2 separate regions of the Mus musculus genome follow, and region 2 is linked to region 1. The links are chromatin contacts, called in public HiChIP or PLAC-seq maps. All regions are on one chromosome and are shown on one strand. The core of a region is the stretch at or near the end of the contact, and the rest is flanking DNA. Distances in the headings are between cores, read along the strand shown. Region 1 holds the start of Rab39 (RAB39, member RAS oncogene family). Region 2 holds the start of Tnfaip8l3 (tumor necrosis factor, alpha-induced protein 8-like 3).

What was found. HiChIP or PLAC-seq counts read pairs in DNA pulled down with a chosen protein or histone mark.
Region 2: a contact with region 1 is called in an H3K27ac HiChIP or PLAC-seq map of embryonic stem cells, with 5 read pairs. The contact joins the promoter of Tnfaip8l3 here to the promoter of Rab39 in region 1. A contact is called at or near these places in 5 of 39 promoter capture datasets (embryonic stem cells, hippocampal neurons, liver and 1 more) and 2 of 115 datasets of contacts at active chromatin or transcription factors (astrocytes and embryonic stem cells).

The regions. Positions count from the first base shown.
Region 1 is chr9:53,704,884-53,707,554 of GRCm38.p6, reverse strand. Rab39 (RAB39, member RAS oncogene family) reads left to right here and starts at 1,323. Exons shown (of 2, transcript NM_175562.3): 1 at 1,323-1,666. The coding sequence starts at 1,440.
Region 2 is chr9:54,067,115-54,069,785 of GRCm38.p6, reverse strand. It overlaps Tnfaip8l3 (tumor necrosis factor, alpha-induced protein 8-like 3), which reads left to right and starts at 1,375. Exons shown (of 2, transcript NM_001033535.3): 1 at 1,375-1,567. The coding sequence starts at 1,516.

The DNA.
Region 1 (2,671 bases), core at 74-2,573:
AGGAAGGAAGGAAGGAAGGAAGAACAATTGTAGAAGGGAGACAAGATACATACCACATAAAATAAAGATTGACTAATTGCAGACAGGGGCCTAAAGATGCATGGCAGAGGAAAGAAGAGTTCTCTGAAAGTCACGCTTCTTCCTCCAAAACAAAGAAAGGAATTAAGGATGAGTGTGATAGTTAGATGTTGCAAGAAAAGAATGAAATGGTTGGCAAGAAATTTGCACAGTCCTAGCTGTCCTGGAACTCACTCTGTAGACCAGGCTGGTCTTGAACTGAGAAATCCATCTGCCTCTGTCCTCTGTGTAGCTGACACAGAGAGTTACAGGATATAATCTTAAACTTCTGATCCTCGAGCCCCATGTGGTGGAATAATAACCGTGGGCCACCATATTTGTTTTATGCGGAGTTGGGGACTAAACCCAGGGTTTCATGTTGCTAGGCAACTCTACCACCTGGGGGCTACATCCCAGTCCAGAAGAGAACACAGTAAGGTCTCACCAACATTTAAATTACGCTTCGTTTATTAGGTCTTTGGTCATACGCAAGCAGAGGGCAGCTATAGACCGAGAATAATGATGACTCGTATGAGCTTCTCAACATTTTAAGTTTTTCCCAGGCTGAAGGGCCCCAACGAGCATAGGGCTAGAACCATCCTGAAAACGCTGTGGCAAACAGCAACAGGCAATCCTTAACAGAAACTATCAGAACTAGTTCTGCAAATTTGTTTTCTTCAGAGGAAACTGTCAACTGGAATCTTCTGAGAACCCGGACACCACGAATCCACATACAGAAGCCTGACTGACTTTCAAAACTAGGGTCTTAGTCTGAAGAGAGCCTTCGCAGATGCGTGAGAGAAAATGACTCTCACTTCCCATTGGCTGACCTTTCTGGAGTTTAGCCCTTGAGTACATTTTCATTGGTTGCTATTGCTGTCACATCCTTTCGCCACACCCATTCCTTGTCCATTTCCAGCAAGATCTGCACTAGAATACGCTAAGGTCGTCTAGAGTTCTGCTACTTCCCTATCCCCTCAGCCGACGCTCTCGCCGCGCCCCTCTAGTTAGAGGCCCCGCCCCCGCACGACCAATGACCCGCCTCTACAACGTCAGTTCCCTCCCCTTACAGCTGGGGCCCGGCCCCCTGCCCGACGCAGCTGCTCTGCAAGTTAGGTTCCCGCCCCCAACTCACGATCACACCCCTACCTACGGTCCCTTCCAAACTCGTGGCCCCGCCCTCACTCTCAAGCCCCACCCCAATCAGACCAAGTCCACGCCCCCTGCCCGCGGCCCCGCCCCTCCTTCCCCAGAGGGCGGCTACCAGGCGGCGGCCGCAGCCGCAGGAAGATGCTGGAAGCGGGCGGGCGCGCGCCGCGTAGGTGCTGAAGGGACAGTTCCTTAGGCAGAACTTGCTCCTGAGCGCACGGGGCACGTAGGCGATGGAGACTATTTGGATCTATCAGTTCCGCCTTATTGTGATCGGAGACTCCACGGTGGGCAAGTCGTGCCTTCTGCACCGCTTCACCCAGGGCCGCTTCCCAGGGCTGCACTCCCCCGCCTGCGACCCCACAGTCGGCGTGGACTTCTTCTCGCGCCTGCTGGAGATTGAGCCGGGCAAGAGGATCAAGCTGCAGCTCTGGGACACGGCGGGGCAGGAGCGCTTCAGGTAGGGAGGCACCCGCCACAGGCTCTCGAAAGTGCTAGCGCTCGGTGCTCGCTTCCCCTTCGCCCCTCCCCTTCCAGGGGCGACTTCCTCCTCCGCAGTTTCTTCTTTCTTTAGTGCGGATTTCCTGCGCCCCCTTTCTGTCTCCTTTCCTGTCCGAATCAGGGTCGCCGGTCTTTCCCAGCTCTGTCTGCTCCTCTTGGCCGTTTGGGTCCCTTTGGCTCCACCGCTGCCTTCTCCCCAAACTCGACTTCGCTCGCCGTTCACACACACCCTGCCTCAGCCACCCTCCTCCTAGCACCTCCTCCAAGCCTTGACCAAGCCTCTTTCAGGCCCGGGAAATATGCCAAGTGGGGTTCCCAGGTCTGTGAAAAATCTTTAGTTCTCAGCAAGCAGAATTCCAGACGGGGTTCCAGCCCTCGGAACGGTTCACAGAGAGATGCATGCGGTAATGGTTTAAACATCTGAAAGCACCGAGTGTGGTCATCAGAAAATTCTGGGCCATGACCCTCGGGAGTAGGTCTTGGAAAACAACTAAATGCAACATCGGAGTCACTGAGACAACTAAGGGTGTGTGTTTGCATTTATAGGGTGAAGTTTCCTTTAAAAGTTTGTCACCTTTGACGCTTTGGTGTGAAAAAGATAATACTGAGGGTTGTCTGCAACCCTTCCTTTATTTCACTGATGGATTCGTAACATTCTGTATGTGACAACAGAAGAAAGCACTTTTCTAAATGGGGAGAGAGTCAGTCTCAAGTAAATAGTCTCATTCTGGTTGTTTACTGGGGAACCTGAAAGATTGTATAAAGTCGACTGGCCTTACAGAAAAAAAGTAAATGAAACTGAATTCCTTGGATAGTTGAGATTAAATCACATTTAAAGCGTATTTCCAGTTTTTGAGATCGAAGAGTACTTTGTTCTAGAGCAAAGTAAGAAAGCTGATAATGTAGGGAATTGTTTCTTTAAAAATCATATGATCGGGGCTGATGAGATGGCTTAGTAGGTAGA
Region 2 (2,671 bases), core at 126-2,625, 360 kb before region 1:
TCCAATCTTCAAACTACAATTTCAAATGGTTCAACCTAACGCATCTCTGGGTGTTAGTTCAGACAAAATGAGTGCTCAGAGGATACACTGGGAATCTAGCACCTTTAAGTGGGCGTTCTCTTCCTGATTAATTTTCTCTCCGGTCAATAGTTTGCAATTGCTGTAGGAAGTTTATAGTAATGAGAAGCAGGCTTGCGGCTTCGTGAATTTCAAAGCCTATAATAGAGGAATACATGAAAGCTCATGGATACTCAGAAACCAACAGTGACCACTTTCCCATTAGGTGTTTCTCCTTCCTGCCTTGGCCGCTTGATTAGTTAATAAATTGCTTTTGTGAAAAAGAAAGTGAAAGGGGATGTTGAGAGCCTTTGTACTTTGCCTTTAACCCCATCAGCAAGAAACGGTTCCTCTCCAGCTCTCAGGCCAGAGGAGGCCATCAGGTGTCCAACATTCTTCACTCCCTTCACATAGGATCTCTCATTGAACCTGGAGCTAGGCTGACATCCAGTAAGTCCCAGAAATCCTCCTGTAGCTGCCCTCCACGGGGCTTACAGGCACCTGTAGGGGCCATGCAGGGCTTTTTAATTCAGTTCCCCCACGCTGGAACACCAAGCGTTCTTACCCACTAGGCCATCTCCCCAGAAAAGAAAACGTTCTAAAAATCAATTCATGCCTCTTGAGCTGGAGGCAAAACTTGGCTTGGCAGCTTGATTGGCAGGGCGGGTCCAGCCTTCCAGGCCAAATCAGGCTGGGCGCTCACCCAGCTCTCAGAACCAGCTCCACAAGCCACGCCCACAGCGAGAGGAGTCTGAACTGCGGGAGTTATCTCTACCTGACTAGTTGTTTATTTCCTCACCAGGCGACAGGCTGGCTGCTTGTTCCTTCACAGGGGAGCCGGCATTATACTTCCCACAAAATTCCTGCAAGACTGTTCGCTCCCCTCCCAACACGAGGTAACAGACACACAGATTTTCCTCAAAAAGGATCCAAGTGGTGAAGTGGAACTAAAACTCGTGCAGCCTCACAACCTTAAACCTAACAATACACCTTTTTCAGTGGGCAGAGAGGTGCATTTGTACTTAAACAATCTTGCAAACTTTGCCACACCCAAAGAAGGAGCGTCCTGGCTCCCCCCCACCAGCTCACCAGGCTCCCAGACCAGGGCTCTGGGTGTAGAGGAACCTGGGCTATTTAATCCCAGCCAGGAGCACTGGACACTCCTCCTCTCCTTCCCTACACCCTACTCGCCACCAGCACCCCCTCACTCCCCCCCCCCCTCCCCGCACCCGGACTCTACCCTCGCGTGCAGGCACTGGCGGGCGGCGGGCGGGCCACTGGAGCAGGCTTGGCCTCTTCGGAGCCGCCCCCTGGCCCTAGTGTCTGGCCACACACTGCCCACTCTGCACCGCCCGGGCTCCAGACTCTTTGCAGCCCATACCGTGTGTGCCGCGTCCACCCGAGCCAGGAGCGCCCCGCAGGCGGGCGGTGGTGGATGCGCGGGCGGCAGCCCACAGTATGGATTCAGATTCTGGAGAGCAGAGCGAGGGCGAGCCCGGGACTGCTGCAGGTAGCGAGGGGGCAACCCTGCCGGGAGGGCTGGGGTTAAAGAGGAGGGGAGGCCAGTGCAGGAAATCGAGAGTATTTCTTGGAGCGGTGGGGCAGAAGGCCGGTCCCCAGCAGCCCGAACCCTTCCATGCTGAGACTGGGGACTGGTTTGAGGCGTCCTCCCACACCACTGCACTTAGGTGTGTCGGAGAGACAGGAGGGACATTTTGCCCGTGGATCGATCGAAAAGTGGCAGGGTCTCCAGCGGAAGCCTTGGGGCGCACTGCAAGGTGGGGGTGGGGGGAAAGGAGGGCTTGAGATATCTGTGCCTTGTAATTTGCAGTGGAAACCGAACTGAAGTAACTTCCCATGTGCTGCTTAGTCTGCCATCCTGGGGCGGTGAGACCACGCTTCAGAGTCGGTGGAAAGAAAAGACTCCTGGGTAGATCAGGGCTCCTGCCTGGGCTAATGTCTGAGGTTCCGAGACTGCTGGGCAAGCGGGTGCAGAAGTGCTAATCCATTCCTGTGGCGTGGCTAGCGGGAGGTGGACCCCCAGGAGCGGCCCCAAAGTGACCCGCAGAGCTGCCGGCCTTCCCCTTTAAAAGGTGCCACCGGCTTTCCATCCATAATCAATAGGAATGCAAGCAATAGGATAGGAGGATGCTTATTTAGAGAAATGAATGTCCTTTTCTGTATCTCCTCAGTACTGAGCAACAGGAGGAAGCTGCCCACAACCCAAGGTCTATTTTCCTCCATACTCACCCAACCTCCACCTGCAGGCTTCGCCCTTCAGGCCCCTCCCTGGAGTGCAGGGTCCAGGACCACTCACTTTCTACCTACAGTCATCCTTCTGTGCACCCAGCACGCCTTGAAAGTTTGCTTGCCATACAGACCAGGCCATGACTGTCTGTTGGGAGTCTCCTAGCACAAACCTGTACACAGTCAGGTCCTCACACTTCCCAAGGGTACACCTGAGTGCCAAGAGTGGAGACCAGTTCGGGAAGGTCTACTAGACCGGGTGCTGGTATAGGGAACGTGTGTTCAAGAATCAGGGTAAGATAGCATCTAGCCAAATGTTTTTGGGTTTTGTTTATACCTTTTTTTTTTTTAATCTCCATTTTGCAGA